Regions from separate parts of the Drosophila melanogaster genome. Here all the other regions are linked to region 2. Evidence: chromatin contacts called from public Hi-C and targeted proximity ligation data. All regions are on one chromosome and are shown on one strand. The core of a region is the stretch at or near the end of the contact, and the rest is flanking DNA. Distances in the headings are between cores, read along the strand shown. Region 1 holds the start of KrT95D (Krueppel target at 95D). Region 2 holds the start of lncRNA:CR46090 (long non-coding RNA:CR46090). Region 3 holds the start of CG5854. Region 4 holds the start of Pli (Pellino). Region 5 holds the start of lncRNA:CR43475 (long non-coding RNA:CR43475).

The links. A called contact is a pair of places that touch in the nucleus more often than the background predicts.
Region 1: a contact with region 2 is called in a targeted proximity ligation map of the Kc167 cell line, with 4 times the contacts expected there. A contact is called at or near these places in 6 of 107 Hi-C or Micro-C datasets (the Kc167 cell line and the S2 cell line) and 1 of 7 datasets of targeted methods (the Kc167 cell line).
Region 3: a targeted proximity ligation map of the Kc167 cell line shows a contact between it and region 2, with 6 times the contacts expected there. A contact is called at or near these places in 5 of 107 Hi-C or Micro-C datasets (the Kc167 cell line, the OSC cell line, the S2 cell line and 1 more) and 2 of 7 datasets of targeted methods (both in the Kc167 cell line).
Region 4: a targeted proximity ligation map of the Kc167 cell line shows a contact between it and region 2, with 4 times the contacts expected there. A contact is called at or near these places in 1 of 107 Hi-C or Micro-C datasets (the Kc167 cell line) and 2 of 7 datasets of targeted methods (both in the Kc167 cell line).
Region 5: a contact with region 2 is called in a Hi-C map of the Kc167 cell line, with 2.7 times the contacts expected there. A contact is called at or near these places in 2 of 107 Hi-C or Micro-C datasets (both in the Kc167 cell line) and 2 of 7 datasets of targeted methods (both in the Kc167 cell line).

The regions. Positions count from the first base shown.
Region 1 is chr3R:24,030,391-24,033,090 of dm6, forward strand. KrT95D (Krueppel target at 95D) reads right to left here and starts at 1,437. Exons shown (of 11, transcript NM_170110.4): 1 at 1,322-1,437; 2 at 104-641. The coding sequence starts at 378. Mettl3 (Methyltransferase like 3) reads left to right here and starts at 1,767. Exons shown (of 3, transcript NM_142947.4): 1 at 1,767-1,945; 2 at 2,008-2,301; 3 at 2,370-2,700. The coding sequence starts at 1,807.
Region 2 is chr3R:23,332,500-23,335,310 of dm6, forward strand. It overlaps lncRNA:CR46090 (long non-coding RNA:CR46090), which reads right to left and starts at 1,304. Exons shown (of 1, transcript NR_133438.1): 1 at 1,005-1,304. The region is part of intron 3 of pnt (pointed); the gene reads right to left.
Region 3 is chr3R:23,932,589-23,935,288 of dm6, forward strand. CG5854 reads left to right here and starts at 1,324. Exons shown (of 5, transcript NM_142939.2): 1 at 1,324-1,472; 2 at 1,583-1,756; 3 at 1,976-2,344; 4 at 2,441-2,700. The coding sequence starts at 1,439. CG13599 reads left to right here. Exons shown (of 2, transcript NM_142937.4): 2 at 1-140. The coding sequence ends at 73. RpS19b (Ribosomal protein S19b) reads right to left here and starts at 942. Exons shown (of 3, transcript NM_142938.2): 1 at 889-942; 2 at 502-822; 3 at 141-431. The coding sequence starts at 807. The coding sequence ends at 270.
Region 4 is chr3R:23,888,576-23,891,342 of dm6, forward strand. It overlaps Pli (Pellino), which reads right to left and starts at 1,477. Exons shown (of 10, transcript NM_001104420.3): 1 at 1,119-1,477; 2 at 482-544. The coding sequence starts at 492. TfIIA-S (Transcription-factor-IIA-S) reads right to left here and starts at 2,485. Exons shown (of 2, transcript NM_079743.4): 1 at 2,309-2,485; 2 at 1,813-2,252. The coding sequence starts at 2,380. The coding sequence ends at 2,004.
Region 5 is chr3R:22,627,526-22,630,225 of dm6, forward strand. It overlaps lncRNA:CR43475 (long non-coding RNA:CR43475), which reads left to right and starts at 1,272. Exons shown (of 1, transcript NR_048466.1): 1 at 1,272-1,774. The region is part of intron 2 of loco (locomotion defects); the gene reads right to left. It also overlaps asRNA:CR43474.

The DNA.
Region 1 (2,700 bases), core at 187-2,686, 700 kb after region 2:
AAACTAACCAAAACAAAACAAAAATTGGCAAGAAACTATGCTTTTACTGTCCCTACGTCGCATTTTGTATGTATGTACATAAGTGAAATTTGTTTACACTCACCTTGGGATGCAATTGGGCGGCGTTCGGTCCACTTCCCAGGCGGCGAATAGCTTCATGGGCACCGGTTTCTGGCCAGTGGTCATTCCTGCTCCGGCGGACAAGCCAGCCGTTCCGGATATGCCACCAGATCCGGAGACTCCTCCTCCGCCGCCGGAACCGCCGCCTCCTCCGCCACTTTGCAGGTTGAGCGGACCGCCTCCAGGGCCGCTGCCGCCGGTGCCGCTGATTACGGCAAATTTATCCACCAACTTGGACGACTTATCGACCATCTTCATGTTGTTTCTTTGCTGGTTCCCGTCGAAAGGTATTTTTTGTGTTCTTAACTGTTGTTTATGTACTTGGGGTGCACATTATTTCGATGCAAACTGGGGAATATATGTCGTCGAGCAGGCACATAATTTTCAGATTTTCTGATAGTTTTCACAATTCAATATTTCGAAAGTTTTTTTTTGTCGATTTTCTGGTTAGCCCGCCAATACATACATATACACACGCACGAACGGACATACACGCACGTTGGGGAAGGGCGTGCCGCCGCCTTAAAAAAAGAAGCGAAGAGCTGTAGTATACACAGTGAAAAACGAGGGGTGGTTGGTGGGTGTGTGGGTTTCTTCTTTCGTTCTTTCTTTCTTTCTTGTTGTTGTGATGGGGCGCGCGCTGCAACTGCACTCGCACTGAATCAATATGTATGTACGCGCTGCGGAATCTGTTGCGGATTAGACAGCTCCTTCTCCTCGGCTGCTAGCGACTCGGAATCGGATTTGGATTCGGAACGGACTCGGAAGCTGCTGCTGCTTGTGCTGCAGCTTTGGATCGCGTCGAAAGTGCCGCGAACGAACCGTCATGCTCCAGAGTAAAAGTGCGAATGTCGCGTTATAAATCTGGCCCCAGTTCAGCTGCCTCACTCTCGCTCTCTCTTCTCTCTCTGTCACCCTCTCTGTATCACGACCCAACAATAACAATGTGTGCAAATGCTATGTGCACACACACACATAGACGAGATTTTCGCAAATCCCCACTTCTGTGTACGCGCGTGTGACTGTGTTTGAGTGCGCGCACTTAATGCTTTGCTCTCTCTTGCGCGCATAAACAAAAAAGAAAACGCCACGAATTTCGGGGAGCAGGCAAAAGGCGGCACTCGCTCTATTTCTCTTCAGCACTCGCGCGCGTTTTTATCGCGAGTCGATCACAGGTTAAACTGATTGGGTTATTATTTACGATTGGAGCGGTTTTCATCAAATATTTATGCGTTTCGGCACGTTTTATTTGGCAAAATGTTGCGGAGCAGCTATGTTGCAGCTTCCGCTTTTTGCGATGGGGAGCGGAGCAGTGTGGCCAGAGCGGATTCCTTGAAAATATCAACTGGGCGGTGCGGGTAAAATCGTATATACCAATCAATAAATAACTGTGTGTGGTCCAATAGATCATACAAATTAGAATAAGAAATATAATGGGGGCACAGCAATGTTAATACTTTCAACGTTTTTTAATTTTAATTTTGAATACCAGCCTACTTCCAACACTGGCCCTTTTAACGTTCTTGATGGTAATTTAAAATTTACTTGTGTAAAATGTATAAGTAGATTACCTTAGTTTAGTATTTTAATGTAACGTGTTTACCTGCAATGTGAACACGGTCACACTGCGAGCCTTTGTAAAAAAAATTTCATTGTTTACCAAAGGCCGGCAGCGTTTTATAAACAATGGCAGATGCGTGGGACATAAAATCACTCAAGACAAAGCGGAACACGCTCCGCGAGAAGCTGGAAAAGCGCAAGAAGGAGCGCATTGAGATTCTCTCGGACATTCAGGAGGATCTGACGAATCCCAAAAAGGAACTCGGTGAGCACCGGCAATGGCAACAAGTTGGAGCCACAAAAATGAATATATTTTTGCATTTCCAGTTGAGGCTGACTTGGAAGTACAGAAGGAGGTGCTGCAGGCCCTCAGTTCCTGCTCCCTGGCCCTGCCCATTGTCTCCACACAGGTGGTGGAAAAGATTGCCGGCAGCAGCCTGGAGATGGTGAACTTTATTCTAGGCAAACTGGCCAACCAGGGTGCAATTGTGATCCGGAACGTGACCATCGGCACCGAGGCCGGCTGCGAAATCATCTCTGTGCAGCCCAAGGAGCTGAAGGAGATCCTGGAAGACACCAACGATACGTGTCAGCAAAAGGAGGAGGAGGCCAAGAGAAAGTGTGGGTCTCACAGAAATTACTACTCTCATAAGTCTAATAATTATAATAATTTGCTGTTGATTTTACAGTGGAAGTCGACGATGTTGATCAGCCACAGGAGAAGACAATAAAACTGGAGTCCACTGTAGCGCGGAAAGAGTCCACAAGCCTGGATGCTCCGGACGATATTATGATGCTGCTATCCATGCCTTCCACCCGCGAAAAACAGAGTAAGCAGGTGGGCGAGGAGATTCTTGAGCTGCTTACTAAGCCTACGGCCAAAGAGCGATCCGTGGCTGAGAAGTTTAAGTCCCACGGCGGAGCGCAGGTCATGGAGTTTTGCTCCCACGGCACAAAAGTCGAGTGCCTGAAGGCTCAACAAGCCACCGCCGAGATGGCGGCCAAAAAGAAACAAGAAAG
Region 2 (2,811 bases), core at 54-2,553:
AAAAATGGGTACATTTATGTACATACATATGTGTGTAAATAGAAAGAGAGGAACGCGCTTTTGTTTTGATAACATTGTTTTCGCCGTGAATGAATGGGTATGGAAATAGAAACGTTGAGGGAACGTGATTAGATAAAGTCTCTATGTCTTTTGTAAGCTATTTACATATTTGAATATATACACAGAGAGAAATTAGGCACATGTACATGTACTAGACTTAATTTACAACTTGAATTGTAAAATTGTAATTTTTTCGTATTACCATACTAATAAATGGCATAATTTTAACACTCAGCCTAACTTTATTCATAATTTTGCATTCATAAATCAGCAATAAGTTCGAATACTAATTACCCAAGCATTAGCTGCATAAAATTGAAAAAAAAATATGGAAATATCATTGGTGCTAAAACGAATGCCATAATGCACCGAATTATACCGTCATAAAGGCCTCAATTCAAATGAATCAAAAAAGTTCTCGCGCGATTAATTCCAGGCGAAACAACAACAAAAATCAACGTCGGGCTATCAAAATTTATGAATGAATAAAGCAGAATCAGGCGAAAACCCGACAAAAGGCAAGACAGAGGAAAATAAAAAAAAAAAGTATTAATAAAAAGGCAAGTAAAATAAGCAAACAAAACGAAAATCACAAATAGTAAGTGAGTACAAAGTGGCGTGCATATGAAATATAAAGCAGGCGATATAGCCCACTACAAACGCACAAATCCACACACACTCACACACACACATGTACATATATGTATGTATGTACCTCTGAATATGAATGAATGAAAAATTGTAGAAGCAGCACAACCGCAACACCAACAACATAAGTTGTTAACGCAGCAGTTCCACGAACTAAAAAAACAAAAAACCAAAACCCCAAAAAAAAAACACCAACGACAACCACAGAAGACGGGAAAAAAGATCTGTGAACAAGAAATTTGAAAGGTAACAAAAAACTGAAATTAAAACAAAAACTTAAAATCAGAAACACGAGCAAGTGTGTGTTGGCAACTCGTTTTCCAGTTTTCCATTTTTCCACATGCAGCAGCTGCCCACAAATTGTGCGTGGAGTGTTGGCGAAGAGGAGGGGAGTGGAGTGGAGTGTTGGAGTGGGGTCTGGAAGGGGGTGGTGCCTGGAATGGTGGGAAGGGGGGGAGTTCAAATTATGAATAAATAAGTAGTTGGTCCAAGAGCAAACAGCTAAAAATCAAAGCAAATACACAAAAACAATGAAAACAAAACTGGGATGGCGAAGAACATTTTGTAGTTGAAGTTAAGATACCCTTGCTGGTATTAAAACATTTAACAAAATAGTAGATTGGCAATTAGATTTTTCGAAAAACAAAGGCTTTTGTTCAATACGAATTTGGTTTAAACATTCTTAAAAGTATAGTTAAGGTTAGTTTTCAAGATTTTTTAGAATTTCAGCGACTTGGTTGCAAAATCCCAACTAAACCATAATACCCTACACTACACTGCAGGGTATAAAAAGGCAACGACGACTGCAGTTGGATTTCGAGCCAAAGTCGACGCGCCCACGGGCAGCGACAGAAGAAGAAGAAGATGAGAAGCTGGAGCAGCGATAAAAGAGGAGCCCCAAAGACAAAGCCGGAGAACAAGAAGAAGAGTAAGAGCCGGTTTGCAGGAACAAGCCTAGAAGAAGAGGAAGAAGGAAGAGGAGCACTGGTGGAGTGGAGGAGGGGAGGGGGCGACGGGGCAATGCAGGCACACGCAAAAAAGGAAGGAAACAAACATCAAGCCCCAATGACAGAGGAAGCAACCACAACAACAACAAATGGCCGTGGAAGAAGGGGAGACAGCGGCAACAAGATCCACTCGTCGCTGGCTCTTATCCCCACTCCCATTCCCAATTCCATTTCCATTCCCCCATTCATCAACTGCATTTTAATTCTTTTTTGGTTGTCTTTGCGTTTTGTTTTTTTTTCTTCGTTTTATTATTCGAGAACCAACTAGTTTTGTTGTTTTTTGCTGCCTGGCGAGTATGAATGAAAACGAACGTGTTTCTTGGAGAGCGGGAGCCCCAATTTGAGAGCGGGAGAGCGCTGGGGAGCAGCGGCGCCGGCAGCGACGTCGACAGCGCGGGGATGAATGAAATGAGCAGCAAAATGAATGAAAGTTGTGGGGCTCGCGCAGTCAACGTCGCTGCCAGCGTCAACGTTAGGCTCTCCCGATCTCTCACTCTCCCACTCTCCTTGTGAAGAGAATTTGTATATTTTTTCTACTTTTTATACAAATCATAGCGCACATATTTAATAAGCGAAAATATAATTTGCTTTATTTATTGTTTCGTTTGGTTCATTTCGTTTCGTTTTGTTTCTTGTTATTTTCAAAGTTTATGATTAATGAGAGATGATTACGGCGTGTGAGTGTGCGTGCGTGAGTGTACTTTTGTATCTGTGTGCGCGTATAATTAAAATAAGGGCAGCCTTTTGCATACACTTGCAAAAAAAGGATTTTTTTTATTTCTGCTAAGAAAAAATTGTTTTTGCACTGTTTTAGTCATTCCAATTGCAGGAGTCCGAAATGGTTTTAAACGTACAATATGATTACGTTATTATATTTTTAATAAACGATTTCCCAAGGTTTTATGCATTTTAAGTACATTTAGATTTCAGGGCGACCCTTATGCCAAGTGTATCTTTCGTGCGCATAATGTAAACTAAATTTACGTGCCTGGCTCCCGATCTTTTCTGCTTCTTCTGGCCCGCGATGTTCCCCTTTTTTATGTGCCATCCCCATTTTCCATTCAGCATCTGCGCAGTTGTCGCCGTTTTTGCATGT
Region 3 (2,700 bases), core at 74-2,573, 600 kb after region 2:
GCAGGCCGAGGTCATAGTTCGCGGTTTCAGAGCTCCTGGCAACCAAAAATCGGGAGATTTGTGGTCTAGCTAACATTTTATAACTTGGATTCTTGCTATTCGGCGTGTTTGTGTCAAAAATAAAGTTTCGAATCGTTTATATTTCAAGTATTAAGTTATTTTATTATGTATATAATTGTTTAATTTTATTTTTGGTTTCGATTTATTGAGAATGTTTTGAAAACCCAAGGCACTCAAAGATGATCCATCGTGGTATTGGTATTATCATCTTAGGTAGTGATAATCATGGAAACTGGTGCACTGCGCTCTCGCTGCTTGGCCACAATCTTGTTGGCTATGCGATCCAAGTTACGTTGTCCTTGCGGAGTCAGCTTACGACCACCATCCGGGTGCCTCTCCACCATGTTAGCAGCTTCCAAGGCTTGAAGAGCCTGCTCATGTGTTAGATACATGCTAAGTAATATTAAATATAACCTTAAAGTACAACCATTTCCCACTCACCTTGCGAATACAGCCATCCGATGAGCGACAGTGCTTGGACGGACGAACACCGTTGCGCTTGCGCCCGCTATAGACCTTGGTGAAGGCCCCAACGCCGGCGGGACTGCGCAGGTACAGGTGTCTCATAATAGAGGCGCAGCGAGTGTAGAACCAGTCGTCGTCGGTAGGAGCAGTCTCCTTGAACTTGCCAGTCTTCATATAGACGGCCTGTTCGGGCACAAAAATTTTTCCGGATTTTTTGAGAAAAGCAGCCATGTTTTTGGTCAGAACGTGCTGATCGATTTCCTTTACTGTGACTCCAGGCATGTTGCTCTCTACGTTCTTGAAAGCACGTTTTTAAGGCTCATGGGTCCGATATATGTATGTATGTATTTAAAAAAGTCTTACCTTTTGAGAAGAAAAAGGTTTGCTTCCGGTTAGTTTGCTGACTTTAGTCAAAATGGACGATTGGCAAGTGACGTTTGAAAGAGGGACCAGGTCATTGACCCCAAAGGATTACTTTCCGATAGTTTTGTCGTGCAGTATTGGTGAACTTGGCAATTCTTTTCGAAAACTTAACCTATAAACTTGGAAAGGAACGCAATGTAGCAAAACTACTGTTCTTGGTGACAGGGGGTTTAAGGTAGACTAACAAGGACAATTTTATGACACTGAAGCCCTATGGAGTAAGAATCAAAGAACTGCTGTATTTTGGTTTGTATAAATGAATAAAACGTTCTACGCTAATTGAAGAGCATTCGAAGAGGTTTGAATACAGCGCCATAGGGTGACCAGCTTGTGGAGCATTGAAGGTATTTCTTGTTTTAAGAATGATCACGGGATGGTCACACTAGAAATACAGCCAAACAAAACAACAAAAAGCATTTCGAGCGCTAACAAATATATATCTTTCGACTTGACTCATTCGCATTCCGGTTGACCGTGTCGCGCCTGCAGCATGTCTGAAAAGCCGACTGTTCTGATTTTGGGTGGTAAGTGGTCCCGCTGCATCCTCCTCATCGTCATCCTGCCCCCGCTCCCCACTCCACACTTCCGCTTATCAGCATCGCTGACTGCATCGCTGCTCTTCCTCTTCCCGCAGGCTGCGGCTTCATTGGACGCAACTTGGCCACTTATCTGCTGGACAATGAACTGGCGCAGGAAATACGACTGGCCGATAAGACCCCTCCGCAGATGGCATGGCTAAACGAGGAGCAGACGCGGGTCTTCGAGAGCGATCGGGTGGAGTTCTGCAGCGCGAACCTAATAAACGCCGGTAGGTAATCACTACATTAGGGTGGCTCGTTCCACCAGGATGCGGATCACAACTCCTATGGAGATCCAAAATCCGCAATTAACATTCTTGTGAAAGGAAAGCGCTATCGGATATAGAATTTTCAAGTACCACCTTGGTATCGCTGCGCGTAACGAGCCACCCTAATGCATTTGTTGCACCTAAACTGGTTATAGAACGCTTCCCTTTGTTTTCATACAGCCTCATGCAAGGCGGCTTTTGCGCCACACCCCACCACTGGACGGGCCTGGGACATTGTCATCAATTGTGCGGCCGAGACGCGTGCCAACCAGGATGATGCCGTATACAAGGAGGGTATCCTGAAGCTCAGTTTGAACTGCGCCAATGAGGCGGCTAACCAGCGGGTCAAACGATACGTGGAACTCAGCTCTGGTTGTGTGAACAGCAGCGAAAAGACGCCGTTAAAAGAGGACTGCAAGACGGATCCCTGGACGGGCGTGGCCAAGCAGAAGCTCAAGGTGGAGAAGGAACTGGCCAACATCGACGATCTCAGTTACACGGTCGTCCGTTTGCCCGTGGTCTATGGCATTGGCGATAAGCGCTATTTGAGTGAGTGTCCCTCTTCGCTGATACCCGATAATTGATGTAATTGACAAAGCCCATGGGTTAATCCCGAACCCACCACCCATTGCCTTTCGTTTACAGTGCCGCGCATTATAATCGCTGCCATATACAAATACCTGAACGAGACAATGAAGCTGCTGTGGAACGATGCCATGCGTTTGAATACTGTGCACGTATCGGACGTGTGCGCTGCCGTTTGGCAATTGGCTCAGAGTCCCAAGACCGCCGGTCAGATCTACAACATCTGCGATGATTCAGCATCGACGCAGGGCACCATTAGTAATCTTTTAGTGGATATTTTCGACATCAATTTGGATTTCTTCGGCCTTGTAATGTCGAAT
Region 4 (2,767 bases), core at 227-2,726, 560 kb after region 2:
AGCGATTAACAAAACCGAAAAGAAAAAAACAGAAACCTCTCACAAGGAAAACAATTATAAATTGCGTTATAATTTGTGCGATATGGATGCGGTGAGAATGTGAAATTGTTTATCAGACTTTTGGGGTTCAATAGACCCGACCAGACGCGGCGAATGCAACGCAAATCCCCATTCTAAATACGAAGTACAGGAAACTTCGGCTAGAGAAAAGAAATCCAAATGAATTTTACGAAGATTGTACTTGAACTTACAGTTAATCGTAATCTATATTCACTTTCCAAAAAACCCATTCTAAGCAATAGCTCTGGTGTTTATTTATGGATCTGCTTTATGGAGCGTTGACTGTAGAACCCTGCCTGTGACGAACATAGACGCTAATTGGTCTGTCGAAATGGGTTAACGACATTGCTTGATATCGGAGAATACATAGGCTTGACTGATAAAACTGAAATGCATTTACGATTATTGGACGATTACTTACCGTTTCACCATTTTGTTGGTTACCCCCGAGTTGTTTTCCTGCTGAGTGCCAATATCAACGGATCTGTTATAATCCAGTTTTGATGTAAAGATTTTAATGCGACGGAAATTAATTTTGCCGATCTTTTAGTCAAACCTTTAAATAATCGATACGGATATTATGGATTAATTTTAATTGCTATTCAACGCAACTTTTACTTCCTAGAAGGCGAGAAGTATTTTTTTAAAGTGATGGAGACGCAGCAGGAGTCCAATTGGAAACATACAAAACTAGAAGGGAAGGGGGTACATAAATTTATTTATATTTCACAGGGCGCTGCTCAATTTGTTTCCAATTTTTCTGCTGCTGCGACGCCAACGCAAGGTTTTATTTTCAATTTTTTTTTTTCTTTTCTCGTTGACTGCACGAAAAATTGATCCGCTTTCGCCGTAATTATATTCACGTTTCTGCAGTGGAAAACGGCGGAGATTAGCACGCAATATAAATGCACTTTAGATTTTTCCCTTGCCCACTTCTCGCCTCCCCAACCACCGCTAGCTCCGCTTTTCCGCTTTTCCACTTTCTTTGCGGCGCTTAGTCACTTCGCAGCACACACTAGGCACACTCTTCAAAATCACACTTCGTTTTGCATTTTTACCTCTCGAATGCGATTTATTCAGCAATCTGCTTGGGATATTATTGATATTGCTTTCGCACTGGCTCATCCGCACAAAGAATCTAAGGGATTTTCTTATGTTATTTTCCGATACACATAAACAAAGCTCGCGGCGTTTGGCTTTTCCGCATCTCGCGCGCGTTTTCGATTTAAAATCGCCTCGACTTCGATCGCCTGGCAGTTTCGATTCGCGGGCTTCTCTTAAAGTGAAGGCAGTGCCTGCCGTTCCTGTTATTGTTTTGTTGTTAATTGTCAGCGATTAAACGGCGTAGACAACAACAAATAACGATGCGTGGTTATGCGGGCGGTGGTTTTTGTTCGTTGGAGCAAGTGTGACTGCAGGTCGCGAGGCTAGCGAGCCCACTCGAAATGGCTACACCAAAAAGTGTGACTAAAAAATACCAAAATAACATATCACTGCTATCTAGCGAGGTCACTCACCATTAGCTGACTAACAGAGCTCTGTAAAGTGCTCAAACTAAATGAACTACAATTATTAGCAAATAATAAATAAATGTTTTCACACGTACACATATTTTGCATTACTATTTGGTAATGGCATTAAAGAACCCTTTTGTGCCCTACAGATTTTTGTAACGCAATTATTTGCATACCCACCTCATGTTTCCAAGAACTCCCTTTTTTTTAACGGAATACATAACAAACATACTCGACTCGGTGAACTGTGAATTAACAGTGTATTTCTTGCAATGCCTGCTGCATCGCACGGTCGGTTTTCGTTTTCCAACCCAGCTTATCGCCTACGAATCTTACAGCTATTTGTAATGGTTATAATGGTGTGTTTTGTGGGGTTACATGGTGTGTTTAGTGGGGTTACATTGGGTGTTCAGATCGGGTCGGTGGTGTTCAGAACTCGCCGCTCTTGCCGTCGCAGGCCACGATCTTCACCTTGTCCACCTTGACGATCTCGTGCACTTCGCGGAACTCCACATCGTTAAGCATGAGAGTCCAGACATTGTCGCAGAAGCGGTAGGTGTTTAGTTTTCCAGCCTTGAAGGTGACGCGGGCCTTGACCCGCTGGTTTAGGGCATTGTTGATGCTCTTGTCGAATTGCAGCAGAACCTTGAAAGCCAGTCCGGGCGTAATCTGGCCGTACTGCAATATGGAAGCCCAAAATTACAATGCGTTTCACTTCGCCAGCGCGAACTCACCTGAATCAGCTCGTCGAGGCTCTCCTGCAGGGTGTTGCCGAGCGTGGTGTTGCGGTACAGTTGATACGACATAGTGGCTGCCTTAATTCCGACGGAACAGCTTTTTCTTCTGCGACTTTTCTACGAACCTGTCAAGTCAAGCAAAAATTTTTAATGCGAAGCAACAGATTAGTGTTGGTTAGCACGCGATAGCGTGACACTTTGGAACACTTCTGTTATAGGGCTGCCAGATTGCAAGACGACTGGTCACCTTAGCTCTGCGTAGTTGCAATGTCAACCGAGAGGTGGCACCTTGGTGCTTGACTGTTTTATTTTGAATTTAAAAACAATAGAAAATGGTATAGTCGAGTTCCCCGACTATCAGATACCCGTTACTCAGCTAGTGGGAATGCCAAAGGGAACATTTCATCATTTTTCTGGGATATCGATAGATACTGGGGAATAAAATAGTCGTGACCG
Region 5 (2,700 bases), core at 22-2,521, 710 kb before region 2:
TTCCATCCTTCCAGTGGTGTAAACAAAGAAAGTCCCAGACAACATTTGGAATAATTAAAATGCCAAGCAAAGGCAACTGGAATGCGGGCGGCCGCTGCTTTGTTGTTGTGCATTTGGTTGATAAATTAAGCAATTTGCAGATATACAAAAGTGTAGATCAACGAAGGAGGTGAGGAGGGCTCTGAAAAGAACGCGTGGAAGTCGACCCCCCATCAGCGTCCAATTTCCAGATCATGTGAGCACTGGAAAATTATTTTATTTTTCCTTTTCGCCGCGTGTGCGTTTTTTGTCTATAATTTCACAGTTATTTATGATTTGTTTAGCTAAAGGCCAGTGGGCAAAAAAATATAGGGAACTATAATTTCCCCCATTTTACGCACTTCGCACTGGTTTCCATCTGCGTTTTTGTGCGTAAATGAGCCAATTCCAGGCAATCCCATCTGTTCCGTTCCCAAATCCCCAATTGCAACAACAAACATCGTTTTACATTTGTGAATTACAGTGGAGCTTCTATAGGAACATTTTTCAATTTTACAGAAACTGATATTCATTTAAATTTTCAAAGAAACTAAGTTAATTTTGGATAGTTCTGGAAAGTTAGTTGCTGTCTTTTTCCATTGTCAATTGATTCCAATTTCCCAGTTACGGTAGGTTTGCCTGCATCGCTTTTTTGAACAATTGTGCACATTAAATTAAATATCCGGCATGCTGCTTGTTTTTCCTGCTTCTTTTTGTTTGCGTTAATTTTATGGAAGATAATGCGGGTCATATGCGTTCTGTTCAGAAAACTCCAGGCGGAAGATACATATACAATATGTATTTAAAATTTAAGTACAGGAATCGTACGGATATGTGAATGGAATTTTTACAATGCCCACAGACGGCGATTAACGACTACTTTTGTGCGGCCCAAAGTGTGGGCAATGCGATGGGAATATTTACTTAATTTCTTTATTGATCAATGGAAATGGTTTATATCGGCGTGGGCCACTTTCCCACTTGGCAACCGAGGATCCAAGTGATGACCCATGAGCACCATTGAAAAGTGAAATGCGGCACGCGACGCCCATGCAAATGTGATAATTAGAAAGTCATTATGGCTGGCAATCGTTGGCCATCTAATACCAATGGGTGACATCTTCGCTTGAGGTGATACATTGCATACACACATAGAAAAAGTACTTCCTAAAAGGGAAATCTAAGCAGTAAAAGTGAATCTAATCATTTCGAAACACGAACAATTCAGATTATTACCTGTATATTAAAAATTATCAAACGAACTATAATATAAAATCGCATCTACACATCTATTGATTCTACGTCTCGAATTCTCTTCCTAATTCCGAACCCTGAATTTGCGCAGAATTTAATGCTGATCGATTTGTGGCATTACAAACAGCTAATTTATATGGACCAATAAACTATTACTAAATGGCGTAATCCAATTTGGCGTACATCTAGAATGCAACGCAGGGTAAACACCACGAAGCTGACGAGTTCAAAGATCATTCGGGGATCATTCTTGGGCTGGGGTATTCGCTGGAAGCCAGGTGCCGCCATACGGACAACCATCAACGGATTTTACGGACACGCATTAATGGCCATTGATTGACGACGACTCGAGCGTAAATAAACAGCTTCCAGTGAAAAAATTATGAAGAGTTTTTGGCGTAAACAAATTTGGAACTAAAATCATATCGGAACGGAATCGAATCGAATCGAAACGAGGCGAATCACATTGGCGCCAGCTGGCGAAGTACACTCAACAAATTTTAGGGGGCATGTGTTTGAAAATATTTAAATCATATTTAGTTTTTCGTGAAATAAAAATGTATTTTAATTTTCATTTTAAATTTGTATTCTAAAATTTTTAATTATCTATTCAGTCTTGACCTACTACTTGCATTGCCGTCTTATTATTGACGCTTTAGATGATAGATTTTAATAATTTCGTAAATATTGTTGAGTGTACTCCCAGGCGCGATTAATCCCACTTGGGTTGTGAATGGAATCTAGAAGTGACTCACTCGCATGACGTTGGTGGTGTCGCGCAGCGGAGGCGGCTTGCTGAAGTCCATCTGCTGCACTGCATCCGGATCGCTGAGGGATCTGCGCAGCGTGGTCACCGATGCGCGCTTGGAGTGAAAGGAGCCGCGCAGGAAACGAGCAAATTCGCAGGCGGCATTCTTTCCCACACGACAAACTGCCCGTGGAGGCGTGACCTTGAAGCTGGGCAGGAGTGGAGCGTGCATCTCGAAGGAAGAGTCCGGAGAGAGATTGCGGCTATTGGAGCTGCCCGACTGTGAAGTGAGATTGGAGCTGGCCGAGCTGATGCCGTCGTCGTGCTCCTCCTCGTCCTCGGAGCTGGTGGGTACTTCTCCGCCAGATGCAGCCAGTGGACTACAGCCCAGTTGCTCCTCCACCCGATCCCTGGTCACTCTGATCAGCACTGGGGAATCGGCGCGATTATCCTCCATCTCTGGCTCACTGAGTTTTCGGTTGCCACTCCGTCTTTTGGTGGCCGAACTGAAGAACTGCAGCACGCGGGAGGCACTGCGGCAACTGCGTCGTTCCGCCTGGACACGTGCCATGGCCATGGGTGGTGGCATCAGGTCCTCTGCCTCTGCGCATTTCCTAGGCAATGGATTCACCAACACTTTCTCCTCCTGCACGGTCTCCGGTGCAATTGTTATTTGCGGT